Regions from separate parts of the Bos taurus genome. Here region 1 is linked to region 2. The links are chromatin contacts, called in public Hi-C maps. All regions are on one chromosome and are shown on one strand. The core of a region is the stretch at or near the end of the contact, and the rest is flanking DNA. Distances in the headings are between cores, read along the strand shown.

Region 1 (5,591 bases), core at 2,558-5,057, 100 kb before region 2:
TTTCATTCAATACAGTGGGTCTTCTCTGCAGGAGAGTCATTCCAGTCCCACGGACAGCCCTGGTTCTAGGTTCTCCTTTCCTATGAATCATGTATTAAATCACCTAATTTCCAATTTCTGTTTATGGGGAGGATTTATTTTTTTAAAAAATCTACCTTAATGTCTTACGTCCAATTGCACTGATTCTCTTTAGACCATTAGAATTTCAGAAAAATCAAAGTCAATAGTAGCCACTGGCATAAGGATATAAAGATGCAATTGTATTGAGAGAAATAAATTTTTATATTTAAGGTCAACTGATTTTTGACACAAAATTCAATGAGGAAAGAATAATCATTTTAACAAACAATGTTGGGAAAATTGTATGTCCACCTGAGGAAAGGCAAACTCAGACATCATACCATACACAAAAATTAACTTAAGATGGATCAGAGACCTAAATGTGAAAGCCAAAATATAAAACGTTTGGGAGAAAAAGGGAAAAAAATCTTCAGAAACTTGGGGTAGGCAAAAATATCCTTGATACAACACCAAAAAAGTATGAGCCATGAAAAGAAAAACACTGATAACTCAAACTTTATTAAAATTCAAAATTTTGTGCTTCAAAGACATGATTAAGAAAATGAAAAGATAAGCCGCAGACTGGGAGAAAATATTTTTGCAAATTACATACATGGTAAAGGACTGTCAACCAGAATATATAAAAAAACTCTTTAAAACAAAAAATTCATATAAAAGTTGACCTAAGGTATGAATCAACATTTCACCAAAGAAGATATATGAATACAAATAAGCTCACAAAAGAAAGTTCCACCTCATTAGTCATTAGAAGAATGGAAATCAAAACCACAATGAGGTATCATGCCCACTAGAATGGCTATAATCAAAAAGACAGATAATAGCAAATGTTGTCCAAGATGTGGAGAAACAGGAAACCTCACACAGTGCTAGCAAGAATATAAAATGGTACAGATGCTTTGAAAAAAGTTTTACAGTTTCTTAAAACTTAAACATAAATTTACCCTATGACCCAGGAATTCCAGACCTACTCATTTAACCAAGAGAAATGGTAACATACATCCACACTAAGACCTGCACGCAAATATTCACAGCCATATTGTTCATAATAGCTTAGAAGTGGACATAACCCAAATGTCCATAAATTGATGAGTAAACAAAATATGGTATATTCATACATTGGAATATTCTCAGCAATAAAAGGAATGAAATATTGATACATACTACAACATTAATAAACTTCAAAGAAAGACTACATATTGAATGATTCCATTTATATGTAAAGAAACAGGAAGTAAACTAGAGATTGTCTGAGGCTGAGGATAGGAAAAAGATTAGGTAAAATGGATATGAGAAACTTCACTAGAGTGATACAAATATTTCTAAATGATTATTGAGATTTTACATAAATTGACATAATAATCATTGAACTGCACACCTAAAATGTGTGAATCTCATGATACATTATTTGTTAAAAGTCAGTAGCCACCAAAGGAAACATGATAGAAGATGTAAACCTAAACTCTTAATCTTAACTTCAAATTCTTTCTATTATTTGTTAACCCTTTTAAAAAGAGACTAGCTCTCTAGCTGCAAAGAAATAATGGAAAACAGTAGAGAAAATAATGGAGAAACATAAGATGATCCATCAGTAGAAAACAAGTTTAACCTAGCCACAATCAGAGGGAAAGCTGGTTTTCCTCTGTGTGTTTTCTTTGTAGAAGATATCCCATCTCAATATAAATATGTCCCATCTCAAAAAGAATTATTCCTGAACCCCATATTCTAAAGTCAGATATTGTGGATATCATCCATGATATTTTCACCAAAGATCTTTTCTAAACAGAAAGAAAAGATGAAAGGAGAAGGATGGAAGGGAGAAAAAGAAAAGCCAGCAAGTTCAAAGAAGACACAGGAGTTTGAGATTTGAAGAAGCTCCAGCCAATCTCCAAGGTAGGAAAAATTTCACAAAGTTGGTGAATCAAATTCCCACTCAGAGGGCTAGTTTTCAGGGAGAAGAGCCCACTGCTATTCCACACTTCTCCCCCACCACCCCTGCGCAGCACACAAAACCTCACACTTCATTCCTGAATAAACATGAACACAAGTGATACCAAGGACTCCAAACAAAAGCCCAGTTGCACCCTGAGTTGATTAACTCTGCTGCTGCTGCTGCTAAGTCTCTTCAGTCGTGTCCGACTCTGTGTGACCCCATAGATGGCAGCCTACCAGGCTCCCCCATCCCTGGGATTCTCCAGGCAAGAACACTGGAGTGGGTTGCCATTTCCTTCTCCAATGCATGAAAGTGAAAAGTGAAAGTGAAGTCGCTCAGTCTTGTCTGACTCTTAGCGACCCCATGGACTGCAGCCCACCAGACTCCTCTGTCCATGGGATTTTCCAGGCAAGAGTACTGGAGTGGGGTGCCTTCTCCGTGATTAACTCTAGGGTCCACCAAATTGGCCAAGTCCTTTAGCTTCTGATAGCCAGGGAGATACACAAACAGATACCTGTTTATGGATGCTCCAATGCAGCCTGTCCCAAACCTCAAGTCAGAGTATTCATCACGGTTTTCTCTTCCTTTAATAGTTATGTTTCTTTTATTCTTTCAACTGAGAAGTCGCTGATTATTAGACAGTTAAGATTCTTCTAAAGAAGAAATATGAGTTGTGAGGTTTCAGAACATGTGTCTGTAAATCCAAAACCTGTGGCTGCTTCTCTCCAGGTAACCCTGAAATGGTAACTAGGGGCTGTGTGTTTAACTTACTGTCAACCATGATCCCAATCAATGTTATTTTCTATTGCCTTCAGCTGGAAGAATTCAAGTCAAGAAGGACTTGTACAGAAACTATGTTGGGGAGATGACAAAGGTCTAGTTCTTGTTTAAGAACTGGGATCTTTTCTTTCACAGGCAGGAGAGAAGGGTGTGAGAAATAAACCTCCTGCTGACACAAAGAAGGGGTTCTCGTAACTGTTTACTCTACCCACAACAGTTCTGAACCCTATCAGACAAAAGGTGGCTTGTTCCTCTGCAGACTCAGTGATATGCGGAATTGGCTGAGGTGGTTCCAAAAGGTGTTTGGCCAGTGCAAATGAATGAGCTTGGAGAAGGGCTTGCCAAGTCCTGTTAAGGTTTATAGAAGTCAAGAAGCTATGGCATTCCAACTCTGGTCATATTTCTCCAGTTCGGCTTAAGTTTTGTGCCTGCAGTTGACTGCCTTTTTTGTATTTTGATTTTCATTAAGACAGAAGGCTTGCTGTTGGCAATAACGCCATGGAACGTCCTTGCTGGAGCTTAACATTTCAGCACATTTTGCATTGCCTAATGATGGGGTTGTGGTTTGCCAGGAAGGGACTGTTAACGCTTTCCTCCTAGAACTGGGTAGAACTATCCCTGTGCAAACCTCAGCTAGTTCAAACAAAGCTTCTGTAATGGCAAAGGGAGAGAAAAGCTGCTATAAATACTTTTAAAGGCTGCATAGGTGATTTACAACTCGCTTTATTAATCCTATAAAAAGGCACAGCTGAACGCCTTTAAGTTACATGCATACAGATGACTAATTAAATACACAGTTAAAAGTCTTGACCCAGCACAATTCTGACCATTAAAGAAATAAGTCTTGAATTACCCTCTAGGCAAAAGTTTTTGGATGAATTTGTGGGTGGAAGAGGATGAGGGGTGAGGTGAAGAGAGAAGGTTGACATAGTAGATGACGGCAAGCGACAGAGAAGAGGGGAAATTGAGTTCCTGCTGGCTCATGTTTACCCAGCATCACAACACTTACTGACGACAACACAGCAGCCACAGAACTGCCCACCACTGCCAAAAGCCACTTCCTCTCACCTCTGACAATGACTAGACTATGGTTAGTTTGAGTAGGGGTGAATTAAAGTAGCTTTGGATGCAGAAAGAATAATAGAATCCTAACATGCTGGTGGGGTGACATCTCACAGGCTTGCTGACCTCAATTGGTTTATACTTTTAAAAACTGAAACTTGGGGATGAGAGGATTTTTTTTTTTTTTTTTTCTATCACAGGACTAGTTATCAGCAAAATGAGAATGAGGACCCAGAAGCAACCTCTAGAACATTAACCTTTCCAAGACACCACTCATTCTGCAGGCTGTGTTGCCAGGAGACACAACATATTTTGATGGAGGAGAGAGGGGATTAGTGGAAGGCAAGTCAGGTAGGATGCAATTCCAAAACTTTAAATGTTTGCCAAACCATTTATCAGAAACATAAAAGGCTCTTTCAGTTTTAAGGTTCTTGGAAAGGATTGGGAGAGGAGGGAGTGGCCTTTCCCATCAGGGGACAAGACTGAACAATTCTTCCATCGGCTAAGTGGGGTTTTCTTTGTTGCTTGGCCCCCTCACAAAATCTGGCTCTGTACAAAACATTTTTAGAAACTCCCAAATCAGGCTGTGAAAGTGTTGTGTGAGAACATTGGGACACAGGTCAGGAAGATTGGATAGCACGCCTGAGGGGCTGCTTGGGGGCAGCCAGTGTTATTCCTCTTGCATTTAGCACTTGAGGTGATCCACCAAGGTCAAGGTCACCTCCATCTAGGCTGCCCAAATAAAGTCTGCAGCTGATAACTTTTTTTTTTTTTCCACTTGCACAGCTCTACCTGCTTTGTTTGCTTCCGTAGTGACCCTGAGGCCATTTCCTCAGTTCCAAATAGAGGCCAAGTTTACTTCCCTATTTATATGTGAAGCACGGAGCCCAGCTGTTGCCTTTACCTAGAAACGTTACCTTCTTTGCCCTCACTGTTTTTCATTGATTTTACACCCCTTTCATCAGCTAATTTCTGTCCATGACTCAAGTTTCAGCTCGGATGTCACTTCAGAGTGACAGAGAAGTCTTTCTGGATTCCCAGGAGAAGATTCGGGGCTCTCTTACCTCCTCTCAGAGGAGGCTTTGCATACCCTTGTCATAGGAAACACTCATCACACTCTAACTGTCTAGGTTCGGGTTTTTTTTTTTTTTTTTTACTTCTGATTATAGGCTCCATGAGGGCAGGAACCATGTTCTGTTATTCACCATTGTATATATATTATGGTGCCTGACGTATAGAGGGATGCTTATAAAACACAGTTTTTAAATAGCCAAATGTCCTCTCTTTCTCACCATCTCTCCATTCCTTTCCATATGGGAAAACAATTTAATAGAATATAAGGTTTTATTGGACTTCCCTGGTGGCTCAGTCGGTAAAGCATCTGTCTTCAATGCGGGAGACCTGGGTTCGATCCCTGGGTCGGGAAGATCCCCTGGAGAAGGAAATGGCAACCCACTCCAGTACTCTTGCCTAGAAAATCCCATGGACAGAGGAGCCTGGTGTCCATGGGGTCGCAAAGAGTCAGACACAACTGAGAGACTTCATTAAAATAAAAAATTATTTTACTTTAAACATAGAGAAGTGGATGAAAATGACTGAATGTGAGAATTTGATTAGTTTTATAGGGCTGTCACAACAAAAAAATCAAAGACAAGGTAGTCTATATGACAGAAATTTATTGTCTAGAGGCAAGAAGGCCAAATCAAGGTTGTGAGCAGGATTGACTCCTTCTGAGGAT
Region 2 (5,781 bases), core at 3,148-5,647:
GAAGAGGGAAGTAAGGAAGTAAAGTAAAAAATCGTAAGTCTTGCAAATATCTCCTGGCATGGTCAGCCTCAGGAAGGACATATCATCTCTTCTTTCATTTACTCTTTTAACAAATGACCTGTAATAATTATTGATAAACACTTAACTGTGTGGAGTCTTGGGCTTCAACTGTAAAATGAGGATAATAATATCTACTTATAACTTTGCCTTAAAAACTAGATGAGGCAATATTTACAAAGCATTATCATAGTGCTTGGCATATAGAATATTAACAGTGGCAATTACTGTTAGTAACTCTCATTATTCTCTAACAGATGGTTTTGCTACAGTCTTCACTCCACCCACTGAAAGCATCAGGTAACCACTTCTGGATCTTTGCTCCTGCTATTCTTTTCTCTGGATAAAGACCCTGTTCCTCTCATCCTAAGCCCTGCTTATCAGAAGTTCTACATCCTTTAAGTCTTTTAAGAAAATCTCTCCAAAACAACTCATCCCCAGTTTGGGATTTCTAAGGACAGTTTTCTCTGCAGTAGTTGATCTGGAATTGTCTCTTCATTTTTCTGAGATGTTAAGCACTGTCTTTGCAGTTCTGTTGCATATTCCCTGAGATCAGTTATCTGATTGTGTCACCCTTGTGTGTACACATGGTCATGCATTCAGAGCCCACTTAGTGTGTTGAATATTCATTCACATATAAGAGACACCCAGTAGACTGCAAGCTTGTGAGGGCAGGGGCCCAGTGTGTAAGATTCATCTAAGTACCACTAGGACTTACATAGTTCAGTTCAGTTCAGTTCAGTCGCTCAGTCATGTCGAACTCTTTGTGACCCCATAAATTGCAGCACGCCAGGCTTCCCTGCCCATCACCAACTCCTGGAGTTCACTCAGACTCATGTCCATCGAGTCGGTGATGCCATCCAATCATCTCATCCTCTGTCGCCCCCTTCTCCTCCTGCCCCCAATCCCTCCTAGCATCAGTCTTTTCCAATGAGTCAACTCTTCACATAAGGTGGCCAAAGTATTGGAGTTTCAGCTTTAGCATCAGTCCTTCCAATGAACACCCAGGACTTATCTCCTTTAGAATGGACTGGTTGGATCTCCTTGCAGTCCAAGGAGCTCTCAAGAGTCTTCTCCAACACCACAGTTCAAAAGCATCAATTCTTCAGCGCTCAGCTTTCTTCACAGTCCAACTCTCACATCCATACATGACCACTGGAAAAACCATAGCCTTGACTAGACGGACCTTTGTCGGCAAAGTAATGTCTCTGCTTTTGAATATGCTATCTAGGTTGGTCATAACTTTTCTCCCAAGGAGTAGGCATCTTTTAATTTCATGGCTGCAATCACCATCTTCAGTGATTTGGAGCCCCCAAAAATAAAGTCTGACACTGTTTCCACTGTTTCCCCATCTATTTCCCATGAAGTGATGGGACCAGATGCCATGATCTTCGTTTTCTGAATGTTGAGCTTTAAGCCAACTTTTTCACTCTCCTCTTTCATTTTCATCAAGAGGCTCTTTAGTTCCTCTTCACTTTCTGCCATAAGGGTGGTGTCATCTGTATATCTGAGGTTATTGATATTTCTCCCGGCAATCTTAATTCCAGCTTGTGCTTCTTCCAGCCCGTGCTTCTTCCAGCCCAATGTTTCTAATGATGTACTCTGCATATAAGTTAAATAAGCAGGGTGACAATAAATATTTGTTGAATGAATGAACTGCATGCTGCCCAACAAGTCTTCACTGTTTAATCCAGTGTCACTGTTTAGTGCAGTTTGACATTTATTAAGTAACCATTGTGTTCCTATCTCAGGTGGTTGTGGTAGGAAGATGAATAAGCTATGGTTTCTAGTTGAAGGGATTTGCATTCTAATGGAAGAGACTACTACACACAATTCCAATAAATGGAAAATATACTAAGCTAAAAGTATGCAGGGTTCAGGATGGGGAACACATGTATACCTGTGGCGGATTCATTTTTATATTTGGCAAAACTAATACAATTATGTAAAGTTTAAAAAGAAAAAAAAAAAAGACAGAGAGAGCCATCTAACCAGAAGGGTTTCAAGGAAGGCTTCCTTGAGGAGATAATTTCTGAAGTTTTAGAAGATAAATGAGAATTTTACAGGAAAGAAAGACAAGAAGGAACTGATTTTAGAATTAAATGATTACACTGTCTACAGAGTGGTGGACAGTTTTAACAGGAGTGTTTGTGGCATGAAGAAGTACAAACAGATGATTATAATAATCCAGGTGAGAGATGAAGATGGAAGGAATTTGGTCAGTGGGAAGTCAGGGCAAAGAAATCAGCAGTCATGAGAAACGTTTCAAGGGTAAAATCTACTGGCCTTATTGAATATGGAGGTGTTGGAGAGTAGAGGTATGCACGAGTGTGTACCCAGGCATTAAGTCGTGTTTGATTCTTTGTGACTCCATGGACTGTTGCCCACCAGGCTGCTCAATCCATGGGATTTCCTAGGGAAGAATACTAGAGTCGGTTGCCATTTCTTTCTCCAGTGGATCTCCCCAATCCAGGGATTGAACCTGTGTCTCCTGCATTGGCAGAAGGATTCTTTACCACCAAGCCACCTGGGAAGCCTGAGTAGAGGTATGGGGTAGTTCAGAAGGAGGGAGGAAGGCTGAATAATTTGTGGCCATTTTTAAAAAACCACTACAATCAGCAGCACATGCATGGACCTTATGGGAAATGCATACTCTTAGGGTCCACTAGAGACCCACCAAGCCAGACTCTCCAGGAGTGGGACCCAGGAATCTGTTTTAACAAGCCCTACAGGTAATTCTGGCACCTGATAACAAGCCCAACTGTAAGGATAAAAGACACTCTCTTTGTATCCAGGAATACATATTTGGTCCCCTTTGTTTCTTCCTAACAACTCTCGTTGAACTATTTATCTTCCAGTCCTTGCTGAATAGTTAAAAATCAATTCGTTGAAGGGTGGGAAAAAATGAGGGAATGGTAGGGATGTATAATATATATGGGTGTGAGTATGCGCTGGGAAAAGAGTTGGGGAAAGTGTCCAAGTACAAAGGATCTCTGTTCATCAAAAGGCTTTCTGAAATCTGGTGTTCATCATTTATAAAATCAAATGTAATATATGACTAAGCTTTAGGAAAATATTTTCTAGTAAGATCATGAATTGAAAGAAAATGTAAGCACATCAAAGAAAAGGGCTCTAGTCTAGGGAGCAAGATTTGGAAAGCACAATTTTTTTTGATCATCCAATGTGTTACTCATGCCCACTGAAGGACAGAATGTATTAAAATAACTGGTCAATAATCTCAATCAATATTTTAGTGGAACCCCATAGTGGAATCAATAATGGTGACCCAAATGCAATGACCTTTGGAACTCAGAACTCTGCTGTCTCATAGGTTGTTTCTAATCGACTTAATAAAAAATGTTCAGGTGCAAAACCAAATGGTTCAATTCCTGGAAAATCATTAGTAGTTAAGTAATTAAACAATCACTCACTTATTAACTTTTCCAGGTACTTTGGTCACGCTTGACAACACCAAGATTGCCTAGTAATTATATAAATTATTCCTTTTCTCCATTCAGTAGTTACTCTAAAAAATAAATTTTCATGAAAAAAAGATAACTTTTGAAGCATGGGTAGTGGAAATAGGGTGCTAAACTCTCCCAGAGGTACTGCTGATTCAAAACATATGTCAGGAGTAAGCAGCATGGAGCAATGGAAACAACAATGATTTATTTCATGAATTCTTTGCAATTTTAACAAGAATGAGCATTTCATAATTATAAAAAATAGTTATTTTCTTTTAAATTAAAATTTAAAAAGAAAGATATGCATGAAGAAAAAACTACAAGTGTCAAAGTCAAAATGTGTTGGTTCAGTTCCTGATTCTGCAACTTACTAGCTTACATGACCTTGGGCATGTTTCTTAGCTGCTCTGGGCTTCTGTGTTCTTCTCTTGAAGATAGAAATGCTTACCTCAAATGGTTACTGTTATATTAAAAGAGCTAATAGATAGGAAGCACTTTGCACAATACTTGTCCAGATGAGTACTCAATTTTACAATATTAGCTTTTGGTTGCTATTTCTAGCTTTGGACTCAGCTCAACTCAGAGTTCAACTCCCAGCTCTTCTACTTACTAGCTATGTACCTTGGGCCAATCATTCATCTCTAAAAGCCTTGTTTGTTGGTTTGTTTTTAAGATATGGAAAATGAGGACAAGATTATCTACCATATATGAAGGTGGAGATCAAAGAGTAGAAACACAAGTCATGACTACTTTAACTCTTCAGAATGAATTTTACCTTCTATATCAATTTTCCTCAGACTCCCCTGTTAAGCTCAGTACAATCCTTAGCACTGCCCCGTCCACACTGACACTGGCATACCCACACCGGGACTGGCAGAGGACCCTATTCTTATAGAAGAGATGGTTCTCTTCATTTTGTGTGTTTGTACAAAGGTCATCTTACACACACCTGCTCTCAGACTGTTCAGAAACCACCATATGAAAATCCTACAATCCATGGGGTCATGCCTTTATATGAGAGAACAGAGGTGATCTCAAACACATTTTCTAGTTATTTTCCCATTTTTACCTGCATGGTCCCTTGTCTTATTGGAATGAATTCTTAGCCATCTGGTACTCACCCAAGCCTCAAATTCAGTTGGGTACAACCAGTGAGACAATATAATTAGAAATGAAGATAAAACATAAAAATACAAAACCATGAAAAAAAAAAGGTGACTAGATATGACCATGGCTTTTCTGTTTGTTTGTTTTAACCTCTCAATGACAAAGACAACATAAAAAATTAAATGTGAAATAATATATAGAAAAGATATTAGTAATAGGTATAGCAAAGTGTCCGGAGAAGGCAATGGCACCCCACTCCAGTACTCTTGCCTGGAAAATCCCATGAACGGAGGAGCGTGGTAGGCTCCAGTCCATGGGGTCACTAAGAGTTGGGCACGACTGAGCGACTTCACTTTCACTTTTCACTTTCATGCATTGGAGAAGGAAATGGCAACCCACTCCAGTATTCTTGCCTGGAGACTCCCAGGGACAGAGGAGCCTAGTGGGTTGCCGTCTATGGGGTTGCACAGAGTCGGACACGACTGAAGCAACTTAGCAGCAGCAACAGCAGCAAAGTGTCAATGCCCTTAATATACAAAGAGCACTTGTAAATCATTAATGTGAAAAGACCAGAATCTCAATAGAAAAAAATAGGCAAAGGATATGAACAGAAGGTTCACAAAAGAAGATATATAAAGAATGAATAGACAGATAACAATCAACTTACTAACAAGTAAAAGTAACTTTCATCAGATGGTCAAAGGTTTCATAAACTGAGGATTCCAACTATTGGTAAGGTATGGGAAAATGACTTTACATACTATTGCTAGAATTTTCAGAAGGGCAACACGTATTAAAAATTTCAAGTCTATATCATTTGATCTAGTAATTCCACTTTAAGGAATGTACCCCAAAATAAATGGTCAGGATGTATACAAAAGAATGTTTGTTAGACAGCTATTTATAATAGAAAAAATATTTGAAACAATCTAAAATCTAATAATAAAGTCATTGGTTAAAAGTAAAAATGAATCAATGATTCATCCATACAAAAGAAAACAGACTTCCATTTCATATACAGCAGAATTATATCTTTTAATGTGGAAATCCTTCCACAGTAGGGGGAAGGGAGAGAAGCAATCCAGGCAGAGAAGCCAGCTTGTTCAAAGGCTCCACTATCAAGCACAGGGCTCCTGGCCCACATGGGGTTTTG

What was found. Hi-C and Micro-C count contacts between places; a contact is called where the count stands out from the background.
Region 1: a contact with region 2 is called in a Hi-C map of liver, with 1.6 times the contacts expected there. The contact joins two enhancer-like sites. A contact is called at or near these places in 2 of 11 Hi-C or Micro-C datasets (liver and skeletal muscle).

The regions. Positions count from the first base shown.
Region 1 is chr20:11,110,132-11,115,722 of ARS-UCD2.0, reverse strand. The region is part of intron 3 of LOC104975214 (a long non-coding RNA gene); the gene reads right to left. Among named protein-coding and RNA genes, the nearest start is that of PIK3R1, 370 kb to the left of the region's middle. Within about 2 kb of position 3,807, at least 12 of the 102 cell types and tissues checked have an H3K27ac peak or open chromatin away from gene starts, as enhancers often do. A contact at or near this core is called in liver, where this site is marked.
Region 2 is chr20:11,009,882-11,015,662 of ARS-UCD2.0, reverse strand. The region is part of intron 3 of LOC104975214 (a long non-coding RNA gene); the gene reads right to left. Among named protein-coding and RNA genes, the nearest start is that of SLC30A5, 450 kb to the right of the region's middle. Within about 2 kb of position 4,397, at least 1 of the 102 cell types and tissues checked has an H3K27ac peak or open chromatin away from gene starts, as enhancers often do. A contact at or near this core is called in liver, where this site is marked.